3 separate regions of the Mus musculus genome follow, and all the other regions are linked to region 3. The links are chromatin contacts, called in public HiChIP or PLAC-seq maps. All regions are on one chromosome and are shown on one strand. Each heading gives the region's core, a stretch centred on a gene start, on an enhancer-like site or on the middle of the called end of the contact. The rest is flanking DNA. Distances are from core to core; before and after follow the strand shown. Region 1 has its middle 8.4 kb from the start of Gm45805. Region 2 holds the start of A630001O12Rik (RIKEN cDNA A630001O12 gene). Region 3 has its middle 18 kb from the start of Gm31546.

Evidence for each region. HiChIP or PLAC-seq counts read pairs in DNA pulled down with a chosen protein or histone mark.
Region 1: a contact with region 3 is called in an HNF4G HiChIP or PLAC-seq map of pancreatic cancer cells. The contact joins two enhancer-like sites. A contact is called at or near these places in 2 of 15 datasets of contacts at CTCF or cohesin (the NIH/3T3 cell line and large pre-B cells), 13 of 484 Hi-C or Micro-C datasets (B cells, the Ba/F3 cell line, the CH12 cell line and 6 more) and 11 of 115 datasets of contacts at active chromatin or transcription factors (the 230-238 cell line, CD8 T cells, the HPC-7 cell line and 7 more).
Region 2: a contact with region 3 is called in an HNF4G HiChIP or PLAC-seq map of pancreatic cancer cells. The contact joins the promoter of A630001O12Rik here to the enhancer-like site in region 3. A contact is called at or near these places in 1 of 39 promoter capture datasets (neutrophils), 3 of 15 datasets of contacts at CTCF or cohesin (CD8 T cells and the NIH/3T3 cell line), 23 of 484 Hi-C or Micro-C datasets (3T3-L1-derived adipocytes, the AML12 cell line, the C2C12 cell line and 14 more), 24 of 115 datasets of contacts at active chromatin or transcription factors (the 230-238 cell line, CD8 T cells, the HPC-7 cell line and 15 more) and 1 of 9 other capture datasets (embryonic stem cells).

Annotation. Positions count from the first base shown.
Region 1 is chr8:126,764,330-126,769,157 of GRCm38.p6, reverse strand. No RefSeq gene overlaps it. Among named protein-coding and RNA genes, the nearest start is that of Gm45805, 8.4 kb to the right of the region's middle. Within about 2 kb of position 1,282, at least 65 of the 459 cell types and tissues checked have an H3K27ac peak or open chromatin away from gene starts, as enhancers often do. A contact at or near this core is called in the Ba/F3 cell line, CD8 T cells, bone marrow-derived macrophages and 3 more, where this site is marked.
Region 2 is chr8:126,846,143-126,850,619 of GRCm38.p6, reverse strand. A630001O12Rik (RIKEN cDNA A630001O12 gene) reads right to left here and starts at 1,600. Exons shown (of 2, transcript NR_151740.1): 1 at 1,390-1,600; 2 at 1-1,259. The region is part of intron 1 of Gm31718 (a long non-coding RNA gene); the gene reads left to right.
Region 3 is chr8:126,611,633-126,616,340 of GRCm38.p6, reverse strand. No RefSeq gene overlaps it. Among named protein-coding and RNA genes, the nearest start is that of Gm31546, 18 kb to the right of the region's middle. Within about 2 kb of position 1,975, at least 216 of the 459 cell types and tissues checked have an H3K27ac peak or open chromatin away from gene starts, as enhancers often do. A contact at or near this core is called in the 230-238 cell line, 3T3-L1-derived adipocytes, the AML12 cell line and 21 more, where this site is marked.

The sequences.
Region 1 (4,828 bases), core at 33-2,532, 150 kb before region 3:
AGCCGGTCACCTGTGGTATTACTCTCCATTGCTTCAAGGAAATACGGAAAAAAGTGACCTAAAGAAGGAAGAGCTTATGTTGGCTCACAGTTCTAAGGCGCATCATGGAGGGGAAAGGCACGAGAGTTGGAGCTTGAGGCCACTGGTCACAGTGTACCTGCCATCTGGAAGCAGAGAGAGATGGATGCGTGGTGCTCAGACCACTTTCCCCCTTTAACATGTATTGTTTCTGTTATTCTGTTATCATCATTAGCATCATCATCATCATCATAGGTGCATGCTCACACATAATGTACATGCCATCATACCTATGTGGAGGTTTAAAGATACACCTGTTCTTTTCATACAGTCCAGAACCTCAGCCCTTAGCGTCTGGCTCTCCCTACCTCCCTTAACACGCTCTAGATAATCCTTCACAGGTGCGCCCAGAGGGTTGTCTCCCAGGTGATTCTGATCCATCATGGCTGGCCAGTAGGTCCCCAGCACATGATCCTTCAGGAAGGCACATTATCAGACTGAAACCACTGCATGGCACCCCCCCCCCTTTCTTGAGGATTTTGGCGGGAGTGTGTGGGTGAGTATAGATCTGATCTAGGATCCACAAGGAGCAGGTCTTAGTCATTAATGAGGGGTAGTGAATTGGAGGCTTTCCTTGTCAAAGAAGTGGGACTAGCAGAGCCTTATTAAGTTTCACTAAGCATCGTCAGGGCAGCCATAGTGGAAGCATGGTCTGGAAGGCAGCAGGTACGGAGTGTGCGTCAGCTGAACAAGGGGTGTGTGAAGGGGAGGCGTCTCTTCCCTTCTGCTCTGCTCAGAGGAATGGCAAGTGAGGGTTGCTCTGTGAGTCTGATTCAGTTGCACAGTGAAACTTGAGTGAGCCTCGGGGGGGGGTGGTGGTGCCAGGGTTGATGGTGAAGGGCTCTTGACTTGTGAGATGAGGGGAAGGAGTTGAGGGTGTCACTCTACACTGGGGACTTTGCAGACCTGCCCTTCCTGATATCACCAGTGGAGTCTTCCTGGATTAGAAGAATTTATCTTTTGTTTTGTTTTTGTTTTTGTTTTTGTTTTTGTTTTTGTTTTTGTTTTTGTTCAAGGTGCTGATGTAATGGGAAGGACACATGTCAACTCCATCAGAAGGAGGGCATTGGTAGCTTCAGGAAAGGCCATAGTGCTCAGGAGGTATACTACCTGTTTCAGGAGTTCTTCAACCTCAGTTGCATGAGGCAGAGGCTGATGTGTGGAACCAACTGTCCCTCTTTGAGTGGCTGTGGCTCTGGTTCATGAGCCACGGGCAGAGGAGCCCTGTAGAAGCTGTGCCCCTGAGGTAGAATGTCAAGTGTGTCTGGTGAGGGATAGTCCTGTCCTCCAGTAGACTCACTGCGACCATTCTTTCTGGTCTAGCCGCTCTAAATGGCAATGTCTTGATAAAGTAGACATTTAACATTTTCAAAATATCAGGAAAAAGATAACAGAGCCCTTTGCTCCTGAGAGGAGTGTGAGTCACTGGCACCAGAGGGCCTCTAGTCCTTTTCTTGGTCACCGAGAGAGCATATGAGTCACACCCAGAATCATTTCTTCTGAAGTCCTTAATTGTGAAAAAGAGGTAGCCTTGCGGAAGTCCGGGCTGAGACACTGTCATGGGAAGATTCCAGATTGGTTGAGAGAGGACAGAGGTGATGGATGGTTTTGTGATCATGTTCAGCCTGTAGCTCTTTGCCATTGAAGCCTTTCCAAGGGGTCAGAGATGCTGCCAGGATCCCTGGGAAGGGAGTCCTTGCTTAGCCTCTGCAGTGCATCCTGGGACTAGAGATCAAATCCAAGGCCTCTCTGCTAGTCACTCCACATTCACGCTCTCTAGATCACTACAAGAGCCCTGGAGTGTTATCAGAGAGTCTCTGTTTGCTTCCTCCATGAGAGTTGATGAGAACTGGAGGCTCTGGGAAGACCTGGTACCTACACCCTTGCTGCTCAAGTCTTCCCCCAGTCTGCTACAACAGTCCAAACATTTTTCCCCAAAGCAACTGTTTGCTGACTTCCAACACATGCCCTGGTTTGGTAGCATTGGAGAAATCCTGGGAGAAGCTAAAAGCACTGTGGGAATGGTGTTTTTTTGTTTTTTGTTTTTATTTTCTTTCTGCGGGTGTCAGATGTGTGTCTTCTTGTTTCACAGTGTCTGAACAAGCATTGCTCTTCCACAGAGGGAAAAAAATCAAAGCTGTGACCAGAGGACTCTTGGGGTAAAACATCTGAGGCCTGAGGTTGGGAGAGCCACAGATGATGGAAGGAAGCAAGAATCTACATAATGCTTCAGCAGTTATAAACCAGGGGAAAACTTACCCCACAAGGAAGGCAGGTCAAGGCAGACTTGCCATCACATTGGTGGTTGAAGAGGAATATTCTAGGGATGGAAGTCTTCTCTTTCCTCAGCAATCACAAGGTCCCGCTATCTATTGAGGTTGGCTTGAATAAATGTCCCGCTATCTATTGAGGTTGGCTTGAATAAATGTCCCTGCTAGTGGCTGATGTCATTTGGAAGTGGGCACGGGCTCTGTTTGCTGAAGCACAGGAGTACTTCTGTTGAGCTCATGACTTGCAAATGAGCAGAAGTCAGGCCATGTGTAGAGATCCTTCTGGATGTCCTGGGCCTTCCTGTCTACCTCGTCCTCCTCCTCAATCTAAGCCTCCTTTCTCCATGGTCAGTTGTAGGATCCAGGGACTGGTACTGATTAAATGGTAATGATAAACCTACCATGAGGAACTGGTAGAGAGAGCCTTAACTTAGCTCCTTTTCTAGTTTCATAGTGTCGTCTGTCTGTCTGTCTGTCTGTGAGTAAGTGCATGCACACAAACCTTTTCCTTTCTCTTCACTTTCTGTGACAGAAATGGACAGACTCAGTCTCTTAGGATGATGGAAGATGGCTCAGAGGACACAGTGAAATCACCTGTGTTAGGCTGACGTCAGTTAGTGTTCTGTGAAGAACACTGGGACTTTGCTCTGTTCACCGAGCTGCCGGTCTCGGACATCTTTCAGATCAGTGTGGCATATCAAGATGCCATCTTTACAGTCTTAGAGAATCTTATTTATGGCCACTCAGTAAATCGACCTCACCCATCACACATCCATAGGTGTTTGCTCTGCTGCCTATCTTTTGCTACTGCAAAATGTAAACCTGGGCACTTCCTCCATGTTGCTGCTGCAACTGAAGGACAAATTCCAGGAAGCAGGATAATTAGGGCAAAGGGTACATGTGTTTATGCTTTAGATAAGGTTTCTAGATACCCAGGAGGGGAGCGTCATATGTTATGCACAGCCCTCTTTCCTCACCCCCAAGACTTATCACAACTTAAATTTGTATTACTCTTCTTTCAGTATGATTGACCTGAATGGGTGTATATATATGTATGTGGGTGTATGTGTGTATGTATGTATGTATGTATATGTATATGGGTATGTGTGTGTATGTGTGTATATGTATGTATGTGTGTATATGAGTGTATGTGTACATATATGTATGTGCATTTGGGCATGTGTGTGTATGTGTGTGTATGTGTGTATGTGTATACATGTATATGTATGTTTGTGCATGTATATGTTTATGTGTGTGTATGTACATGTGAATGTGTATATGTAAATGTATGTGTTTATGTGTATATGTATGTTTATATGTATGTATGTGAGTGTATGTGTTTGTGTGTGTATATGCATGTGGGTATGTATATGCATGCGTGTGTATGTATGTACATGTAAGTGTATGTGTGTATGTATATGTGTGTATATGAGTGTGGGGGGGGGTGGGATGAGGAGCCTTCCTTGATTGCTCTCTACCTTATTTATTGAGGCGAGGACTCTGGCTGAACCCAGAGCTCAGGTTTTATCTAATCTGGCTACCCAGTTTCTTTGGGGGATCACATATCTCTGCCTCTGCTTCCTATGATCTGGGAATACAGAAGAGTTGCCATGCCCACTGGGCTTCTTCGTGGGTTCTGGGGATCTGAACTCTGGTCCTCGTGCTTGCACAACAAGTGCTTTATCCACTGAGCAACCTCCTCAGCCCTCGCCTGTGGATTAAAATGAGTTTATATTAATATTGAGATCACATTAGAATTGTGAATGAAGACAGATGGCATGGTAGTGACTGTTTCTCTACTGGAGGGTGATGTGTCTCCCCACCGGTTCTGATCCATCCTTGTTGTTGGACCTGTTGACTGCTCCTGCAGATTTTCACCTGAGCTAATTATTATCATTGTTTCTATTTGTTTCAATTCTCCAGGGGCTCCTCAGACTCAGGAGCCAGGTTGAAAGAGTTTCTAGTGAAGTCCCCAGCATTTCTATATCCTAGGCTGTTCCATCCATTTGATAGTCAGCCACCATGTCTGAACTAAGCTCCAACATTTCAATGGGCCCTTGGAGAGGGAAGGAGAGAGGTTGGGCTGCAGCCAACCTTGGCCCTCTGTGGTGTTATTTGGTCTATTTGAAGAAGTTAACATTGGATCTATTATTCTTTGATACCCAGGAGCCTCCCATCCTCTCCTGAGCACACTGACAACACAGGAAGACCACAGATAAGGAGGCAGAGCAGTGTGGGGACTGCAAGGTCCCTGTGGGATAACTGCCAGCTGGTCAAAGGTCTTCCTTCTGGCACATTCCATGGTAGCTGAAGGGCTCTGGGCTGATCCTAGAAGTCTTGCTTCTTAGTACTCAGATCATGAATCCCCTCCCACACAGAGGAGGACTGACCCTGGAACCTGACAGGGTACTGTGGAAATGACCTTGTGTGACCTCTGAGACCTGGTCATGTATAGGTGGTGTTTTCCACTCTGTTTGCTT
Region 2 (4,477 bases), core at 351-2,850, 230 kb before region 3:
GAGCTGTGCTTCACTTACTTCTTATGTGGGCTCTGGGGATTAGAACTTGGATCCCCAAGTTTGTTAACACTAAGCCATTTCATCAGTCCCTGTTGTTGATTGATGTATGGGCTTCATTGGTGTCCATTCTTTGGGAACTTGCTGCATGTTATTCAGAGGGGGTCTAGTCTGCAGGGGCTTTGATGACAGAGGCAACCTTTGTTCATAACTGCAAGGCTGCAAGAGGAAGCCCCATGTCTGTTTGATGGCTCTGCTGTCTACCGGATACAGTCTTTCTAACAGCCAGGGTTTTGAATGACCTGACCTCTTTCCCTCCCTCTGAGACTGGAAGATACCAGCTTCACTTTAGCCAGCTCAGGCAGGGAAGGCTCAGCTAGGAAGATCCTGCCCAGTATAAGGGCTGATGGTGTAGGGGTTGAATACCCAGTGGTGCAATAGTCCCTGGGACCTCCACTGTGGCTTTGTGTCACAGTGATCAGGGGACAGGAGAGGCCAGAGCAGGGAACTGCTCTGTCCAGGCCTGGCGTGCAGTGGTTTCCTGCTTTACTAAGTGGCCGTTGCTCTGTACTGATGATTCATGATGTTTGGAAAGTGTGGCTGTGCGCTGAACAGGGAAGTGAAGAATAACACAGCCAAGGTCAAGGCAGGACAAGACAGGACAGCGCCATTACCAGCCATGCACTGTGTGGAAGATACAGAGGGTGAGGGCAGTAGTAAATCGAGGTCTGGTGGTCCTTGGCAGAGTGAGCCTGTGCTCCCCCTTGCAGGTTTGCAAGTAGTGGTCACCTGTCTGTCGCTGGAAGCCAGTGCTGGTCTTGGCTGAGCTGGGCAAAAGGAGGAAGTGGAGGGTGAGTGAGTCAGCCTTTGTTTCCTCTCTGAGTCAGGGTCGGCTCCATTTCTGAGGTTGGAGCCAGGGGGCACTGTGTGGCTTTCTGTGGATTCTTTGAACTTGTAGTCAACACTGATGATCTGCCCCTTAAGGCCGCTGCCCCTTCAGTGACCTTTTAGATGAGTAAGGGGATTAAGCTGGATCCTGCAGCCCTACCACTAGCCAGACTCCCCTTTGACTCAACTGGAGCTCTTCCTGTGGTCAACGGACAGAGTCCAGGGATAGGTTTCTGGGGCTGTGCCCAGATCAGGGCATCCTTATGCCAGGAGTCAGCTCTGAAGGGGCAGCTGGGTTTGAGAGTCTCTTCTGGTGATGGGTAGTGAGGTCATCTCCCTGGGCTTCAGTCAATCCTTAGGTTGGTGATGCAGTACTAGGAAGACGAACACATGGTTAGGATGGTCATACCAGGAATTTCCACGGACAGTGCAGAGCTGACTGTGGCGGGTCAGGTACAACCTGTTCTAAGAGCATTCCTTGTGCTCAGAGATGAGATTACTCACCCAATGGAGACTTGGGACTCCTTTACAGAACACTTCTATGTCCCTGGGCCTTGGCGCCTACCCATCATCGCCTTAGATGGTTAGCGCTCTGACCTTCCAGCACATTCTTCTTATTTTTTCTTGCACATTGCATGACCAGGCAGATGGTCGGTTGGTCCTGCTCAGCCTAGCAATGTTGGTGGGGCTATGTAGCTGCAAGTAAGAATGCTGTGAGTTGAGGCAGTTGGAGCTTCTGGTACAGCGATAGGCAGGCCAGGGGCTCCCCTTGCTCTCACGCCAGCTTCCTCTGAACTCTGATTCCAATCGCTTGTCTTTGAGAAACTTCCTCTACCTCGGTAGACAACGTAAAAGATGGTGGCTTTCGATACTACGCACGGCCTCACTAGGGAGTGACTGAAAGTTCAAAGTCCCAGACATGGCCTTGGTGGCCTTTGCTAGGGCCAGGTAAATGTCAGTGGTTCCTCCATGGTGGTGGTATGGGGAGTGTTGATCTAATAACTGCTCACATCTGGGCTGTGTGATGAGCAGGTCCTTGCCTAAGACAGACAATGAGGCTCTTCCTGAGTCCCAGCATGAAGATGCAGCCTTTCTGCCCCTGCTCACCTTACCCAGAGCCTAGCAGCGAGGAGTAGGGCCCCATGGCGGGTTCATCTGTCCTTTAAGCTGTTATTTCCTGGGAGGATGTGGTGGTGGGTGAAGGTCTCCTTCTGGAGATACAAGCTTCAGGTAAAAAGCTGTGTGATTTTTTTTTTTTTTTTTTTTTTTTGAGCAGAATTCCTTGGAGAGTGCTCTTTGCAACCAAACGGAAGAACAAAAGGACAATTCTCAGAAGCACACCAAAAACGAAACCAAATAAAAACCCCATAAAAAATCCCTATGGGGTAAAGGAAATACCAGTCTGATGCCTTTTGTGTCTTGTGTTGGGTCATAAAGGGCAGGCTCTCTAAGAGGTGGTGTCAACAGTGGCAATGTGGCAATGTTTGGACTCCAGAGAGAATGCTCTGGAAAACAATAGAAGGTGACACCCACGTGTCTATGTGACTGGCAGCCATCAGGGACAGCCTCATGGCCAGGGCATGTATGGAGCCTGGGAGAGGCACTGGGCAGGAAGGAGCTCAAAGTTTGCACATGGTCACCGAGAGCTGGCAACTGGGCTTGTCCCTTCTGGGCATGACTGATGTCAGAGGATCTCTGACCTCCACTTAGTCACTAGATACCAGTCTGGAACTCTCTTTGAAGATGAAGTAAACACTCACAGTGCTGATAATAACAGCTGGGTGATGTCACACGGTTATCTGTAGCTTGAAGAGCTGCACCTGGGTGCTGGAGTGACTGACAGGCATCAGACTTTCTGTTCCCTCATGGGCCTTCTGCACGAGGGGCCACAGTTTGGGGGCGTGGTTCAGAGGCTGCTTCAAGGATGGAGCTGAGGATGCGGTGACTTTCACTCTTGTTTCAGGAGGTGACAACATGCCAGGGATGGAGCTGTGCTGTCAACCACAGCAGCTGCGTGTGGCCTGTGGCTGGCAGCTCGGCCTACATGGGTACCTGCCATGAGGCTTGTGGGAGATTTCGGTTCTGCTCTGTGGCTTTGAGCAGCAGGGAAGCCATGGTGTGTGTGTGTGTGTGTGTGTGTCTTTATTGGGGTATGTGAACAAGAGCTCACATAGCTCAGGCTGGCCTCAAACACACTAAGTAGCCAAGGCTGGCTGACCTTCAGCTCAGTGCTGAGATCACAAGTGTGCACTGCTATACCCAGCTTCTGTGTGCTGTTTGCTGAGCTCTCTGCCCTGGAGGCAGCTCTGAGCCTTTCAGGACTGACCCATCCAGCTTGTCATTGATTGACTCCTTCTCTAGCTGTCATTTCTCTCCTTGCTGCCGCTCCTTTTGTCTCGATTGCCCTTGACTGAGAATTTGTCTTCCTACTTTCCTTTTGTGAGGGTGAGAGCTCTGACCTCATGGTGTGGCCTCACTGGGTCTTAGAAGGAGATCGAGGTAAAAGCTTGTTGCAGGGAGACCTCACGAAATCCATCTGCTGCTTTGTGAGAAGAGGCTGAGCAGGTCGGGTTGCAAACATGGCTTGGCAGCTAAGGGCAATGAAGCCTCTTGCAGAGGATCCAAGTTCAGTTCTCAGCACCAATGACAGGTTGCTCACAGTAGCCTGTAACTTCAGCTTTGGAGGGTCTGACACTTTTTTGGGAACCTACACTTATGTACACACACAGATACACACACACACACATACACACACAGAGACATACACATGCACACATCACACATATGTACACACAGAGACACACCCACACCATACCAACCACTCTCACACACATATACACACATACACACACACATACACAAATATATACACACAAGTATATACACACTTCACACACACACATACAGATACAAATATATACAGATAGACACATGCACATACCACACACATGCAAACACACACACACACATACACACCACACCACACCACATTAACTACAAACACATCCATACACACACTCATACACATACATTCATACACACACATATAGTACAGACATAGACAGACACATCATACACACACCACACATATACACACATACACAGACCTACCCACACCACACCACACCACACCACACCACACCACACCACACTAACCGAAAACATATCCATACACACACACACACACACACACACACACACACAGATACAATCAATACTTAGAGAGAGAGAGAGAGAGAGAGAGAGAGAGAGAGAGAGAGAGAGAGAGAGAGGAGTTCAAGGCACCATATCTCAACGGGTTGTTCATCACATACCAGGTGTCAGGTGTTGCAGAGCATTCGGAGACAAAAGCAAAGGAGCACAAGGAAAGAGGAACAGGAACCTGCCTTCCCTTTTCTGATCTCTCCTCTGGAGCCCCTTCTTTGTTAGCTGCTTCTCACTCTACCCCCGACAGGAAGCAGAAACTAGGGGATGGGTGGGAAATGAAACCCAGGGCTCTCCACAGAAGGCACCCCACAGAAGCTCTGGAATAAGATGGGAACTCTTTAACACAGTTGGAAGCTTTGCCGTCTTCTCCCCTCAAGCTCCTTAG
Region 3 (4,708 bases), core at 726-3,225:
CTTACTTAATCCCCAGGCAGGGCCACCATTATCTTTGTTTTCATTTGAGTTCTTGTAACTCTCTTGTGGGTTTCATGAGCAGTCTCTCCTCCAGGAATGCTTCTGAGGAAAGACCAACCCTCTTTTGTCTTCAGGAGACTGGGCAACCCCAAGAGTAACTTCTTGGTTTTGTTCCTTGTTTGAGACCGATGTCAATAGCAGTGTTTGGAAGCCTGAAGCGGGGACATGAGTGGGTGGTTGGGGCCCCTCCCACACACAGCTATGCAGGACGGGAAGCAGGGGCGTGAGCTCTGGGAGGACTTCCGGGTCTCTGGGCTTGCAGTGGCCCATTGTATGCAGATCTGGGTGGTTTCTCAGCCCACACCAGGCACCAGCCCCACCAGCTCCACCTTCAGCTGATACAGAACTGGGTCAGTGCCTCTGCCCAGCTAGGAGGAGCTCTGAGCTGGTTACTCATTCTTACTCATGGAGGTTCTGCAATGCCTCACCGCCAGCCCCAACCTCCGGTCTCCCACATGCATTCCGAGCCTCCCTGTCCATCTGGAGAGCAGCGAACTGAGAGGGTTGAAAGGAGATCCCAGACTTGTAAAACCAGATGCTGGCTCCTCCAGGCTGGCTCCCCCTCATCCACCAGCCAACAGTTTTTACCTTTTTAAAAAGTCACACCCCTGGGAGCAGAGCATCCACTGAACTGCTGATATGGGACAGGGTGGGGGATGGGACTGAGAAGGTGGGAGTTAAAAATCAAAGTGATAAATGGGCCAACTGTTGCATTCACACCACGGGTTGAGGCAGTTGCTGTCCCTAGGAAAACAAAGGCACTCCAGGATCTCCAGCCACCAGGGACACCCCTCATATAGGGATGACAGGCCAGCTCTTGTCTCTCCTCACCCCTGACTCTTGTCACCCTCCTCTCCAGGTTCCCCAAGATCTGCAGTACTGTATTTAGTTGCTGGGGAAAGAGAAATTGTTTCTGGCCAAGGTTGATCTACTTGACTGTGACTTTAAATGCAAAATGTCCCTCTCAGGTTTATGCAGTAGGAATGATGCTTGGGGGAAACATGGACCCTTTAAGAGCCGGGGCTTAGCTAGAGAAAGTAAGTCACTGGAGAACAGGGTCTTAACCAGTTTCTGCTTCCATGAGGAGCTATGGTGTCCTTTCCACTTCCTAGTCTGATGGTCAGGTCAGGAGCTCTAGCACAGCCTCCAGCCACCCTGAACTCTCCTGTACAGTCCCCACTGTGAAGGATGGACGTTCTCTCGCTCCAAATTGCTTTTGTCCAAGATTTTGTCAAGGCAAGAAGAAATGTAGCCAACACAGGCACATCCTTCCAAAGGGCTGCAGCCTGGAGACCAGGGGGTGTGGTCACATCAAGTGTTCAATGCTGACAACGCACAGAGCAGGGCAGTCAGAGGTGACACATGGAACCCAGCCAGTGAGATGGACAAGTGCTCACGTGTTCCCATGTCTGTTTCCCACCAGGTTTCCGGTGCTTCTCCTTCACCTCCCACTTCATACCTTCTGAGCTATGGGTGGGCTGCCTGGGGGCCAAAGGCCACAGATCCCAGGGGTATGCCTCAGATTGTCCCTGTGACCCTGTCAACTGGGGTGCAAGTCCCAGAGAGACATGGAACCGCCCCCACTTCCTCTTGAACACCTGCTGGTCTGAGGTAAAGCCTCTACTGAAGGAGTATGCTCGGTGGCCTCCAGGAAATCTACCCATATTACAGTAGGATGCAGAAGGCTGCGAGAACCCACAGACCCCTTGGGTTCTGCCCAGACAGACTGTGACCGGGATGGTGACGTAGGCTGATCAGCCTGGCCACACCCCAAATCCTGTTTGGCCTGGTTTTTGTAGGAAGGCAAGAGGTAAGGGCCTAGAGAATGAGGCAACAGCTTCCCCAGGGTGAGTTCCTGCCCAGAGCTGGTATCTGGTTTCTCAGCCAAGCATGGGTGGCTCTGGCTCTGTCTCTGATTCCGCTGACTCACAGTTTGGATTACACATTGGACATAGCTTGTCTGTTTGCCTGGACACTGACCCTTGGTCCTGGTTGCACGCTGCACATGGGCCTCTAGGTTTGTCCGGATATTGATCCTCAATCCTGGTCACACTCTAAACATTAGTCACCTACCTTGGCTGATTCTGCATGCACACTGCACACTGGCTGGCTGTTTGCCTGGATACTGATCCCTGATCCTGGTTGCACAGTATACACTGGTTTTCTATGCTTGCTTGGGACTCATCCTTGATCCTAGTTGTACTTTGTACTCTGTTATCTAAGTGTGGCTGGCTAGTCCTCCCAGAGAAAGGTCTTACTTGCAGTCACCCCAACCCTATTTTCAGAAGACACTCGGCTTTCTTGGAGTCGGACTGGGGCCTTGCTGGGCTTTCCTCTAGCCTAATTTTAATAAGCTGGCCGGATGTTTCTTTAGGTAGTAGAAACAGGCATGTTCTTGAGACTCAGGTTCACCTTCACCTTTGAAGGCAGGACATGGCAGGATGCTTGAGATCAGGGCTTGGGATAACAGGAGAACCTTGTTAACCACCGGGAAGGCTTTGCCCCACCTTGTACCCATTTCCCAGGCTGTCATGTTGCTGACAGTCATGTCCGACTCTTTCAGCATGCAGGTTACAGCTGCACGATGGTACCGATTTCTTACTCCTCACGGAGCCTGTATCTAGTGATGATTTGTGCTTTGTGAGCTAGGAAGCTGGGGGCTACCCACTCCTATTCTCACCTCTGTCTGGGGTCTCAGATGCTGGCAAGAATCACACATTCTGGGCTTGCTGGGGACTCGGCCTATCTAAGTCCCTACCCCCACCCACAGGGGAATTGTGGAAATGCCCCTGTCCCTCTTGAGAGTGAAATGTAGTCAGTAAATACCTAGGACTTCACCTGTGGGGTACCGAGAGCCGCTGTGGCAGAAGTTCTGGTTGTCAGGGGACCTGTCCATGATCACAGCATATCAGTGGGAACCCTTAAGGGAACGTGACTCACAGGCTGCTTGCTCCTGACTCCTCCCAGCTGAAGAAAGAAAGGATGGTTAGCAAACAGCAGGTGGGTGGCTGTGTGAGACAAACGTCAGGGAGAATGTTATGGGGTTGCTGGGGTCAAAGCCTGAGTCCTGGTAGCTATAAAAAAAAGTTAGCCAGGGCTACCCCTCCCCAGTTAAAGAAGTAGCAATAAAAGCAGAGAAAAGAGATTTATTTTTTGTGGCCACAGTGGGAAGAACAAAGGGGTCTAGCAACCCTCAAGTCCATCTCTGAGATCCTGGCATGAGGTTTAGGGTTAAGTAGAAAGCAAGTGAATGCGCAGAGAAGCAGATCTGGCCAAGGTGTGGCCCCGCCCATCACTGAGCTGCTGCCGCTGCCACTGCCACCACTACCACCACCACCACCACCACCTGGGCTCCAGTCTCCTGTGAGGTGGTGTGACACATGGTCAGACCTGTGTGACCCTTCCTGGGGGATTCTGGCTGGCACAAGGCCTTCTCCATCTGACAGCTTGAGATTCCCAGAGAAATTCCAGTTTCTTGGAGTCCCCAGTAGTCTGACAGCCAAAGAATAGGCTACAAGGGTCTCTTTATAAAACTGTCACAACAGAAGTCATGGGAAGATGGAGCGATGAAGCCCTGGTTGAAGAAGAACACGTGGCACTGTACAGGACAGTTGACCCAGGTGACAGTTAAGGAGCAGCCGGTGAAGGGTGATGAGTTACAAGTGCCCACAGGGAAAAGGGACACAGGACAACCAGGGTTACATCAGAGGGAACTGGACTCTCCCACACACCCTGCTATGAAGCCTGAGGTCCTTGAGGCAGAGGGTATTCCTGGAACCTTGTGGGTAGGACTCAGGCCACATGCAACCCTGAGTTTCTATTCATCCAGCCGGATTCTGCAGGAAGGATCTTCATCAAGGACAAGAGGACAAGCCCTGGGTGAAGAAAGGGCTTGGGGGGACAGCAGGCGGTGGGAGTGGAATCCAGATACAAGGGATGTCTGCCATGTTTTGGTTTTATGGGAAAATGGAGAAAGTCTTTCTCAAAAGCAGCGATTACTAAGGGTGAATAGGAGAGAAACCACAGGAAATTTTTTTTTCCCTAGGACCAAATATCTAAAAGAAAAAAGTTCCCCCAAACTAAACAAAATTAGATTGAGAAATTCCACAAGGTACCTAAGGGACCGAGTGGCTCCTGGTGCTTCCCACTGGCGCCAGCCTCAAGCCCTAACAGCCGCCTGGGGAAGGGACACTAAGTTGATGCAGAAGTCACAATTCTTTCTTGCAGAACCTTTGTTGCTGAAAGTTGGAAACGGTTTATGTGAACCTCAGTAGGAACAGCTGGTGACACCCCTCCCAACCCAACACACACACACACACACAAGAATGTGCACATACACATTCACACTTGTACACATATGCATACTCGTACACACATGCACATGGGTACACACATGCACATATACACATATATGTACATGCACATTCACACCTACACACACATACACATGTGCGTATACACACATACACACACACATACACATTCACTTGAACACATGCACACTCATTCACACATGCACACAAACACATCTGTACCTGTCTAGGCACCTCTCCTCTTCCCTACCCCCTTGGCAGGGCAGGTGGAGACCCCCAGATTCCTTGTGGTCCCCTTCACTTAAGGCCCTTGGGTGTTGGCAGCAAGCAGGATC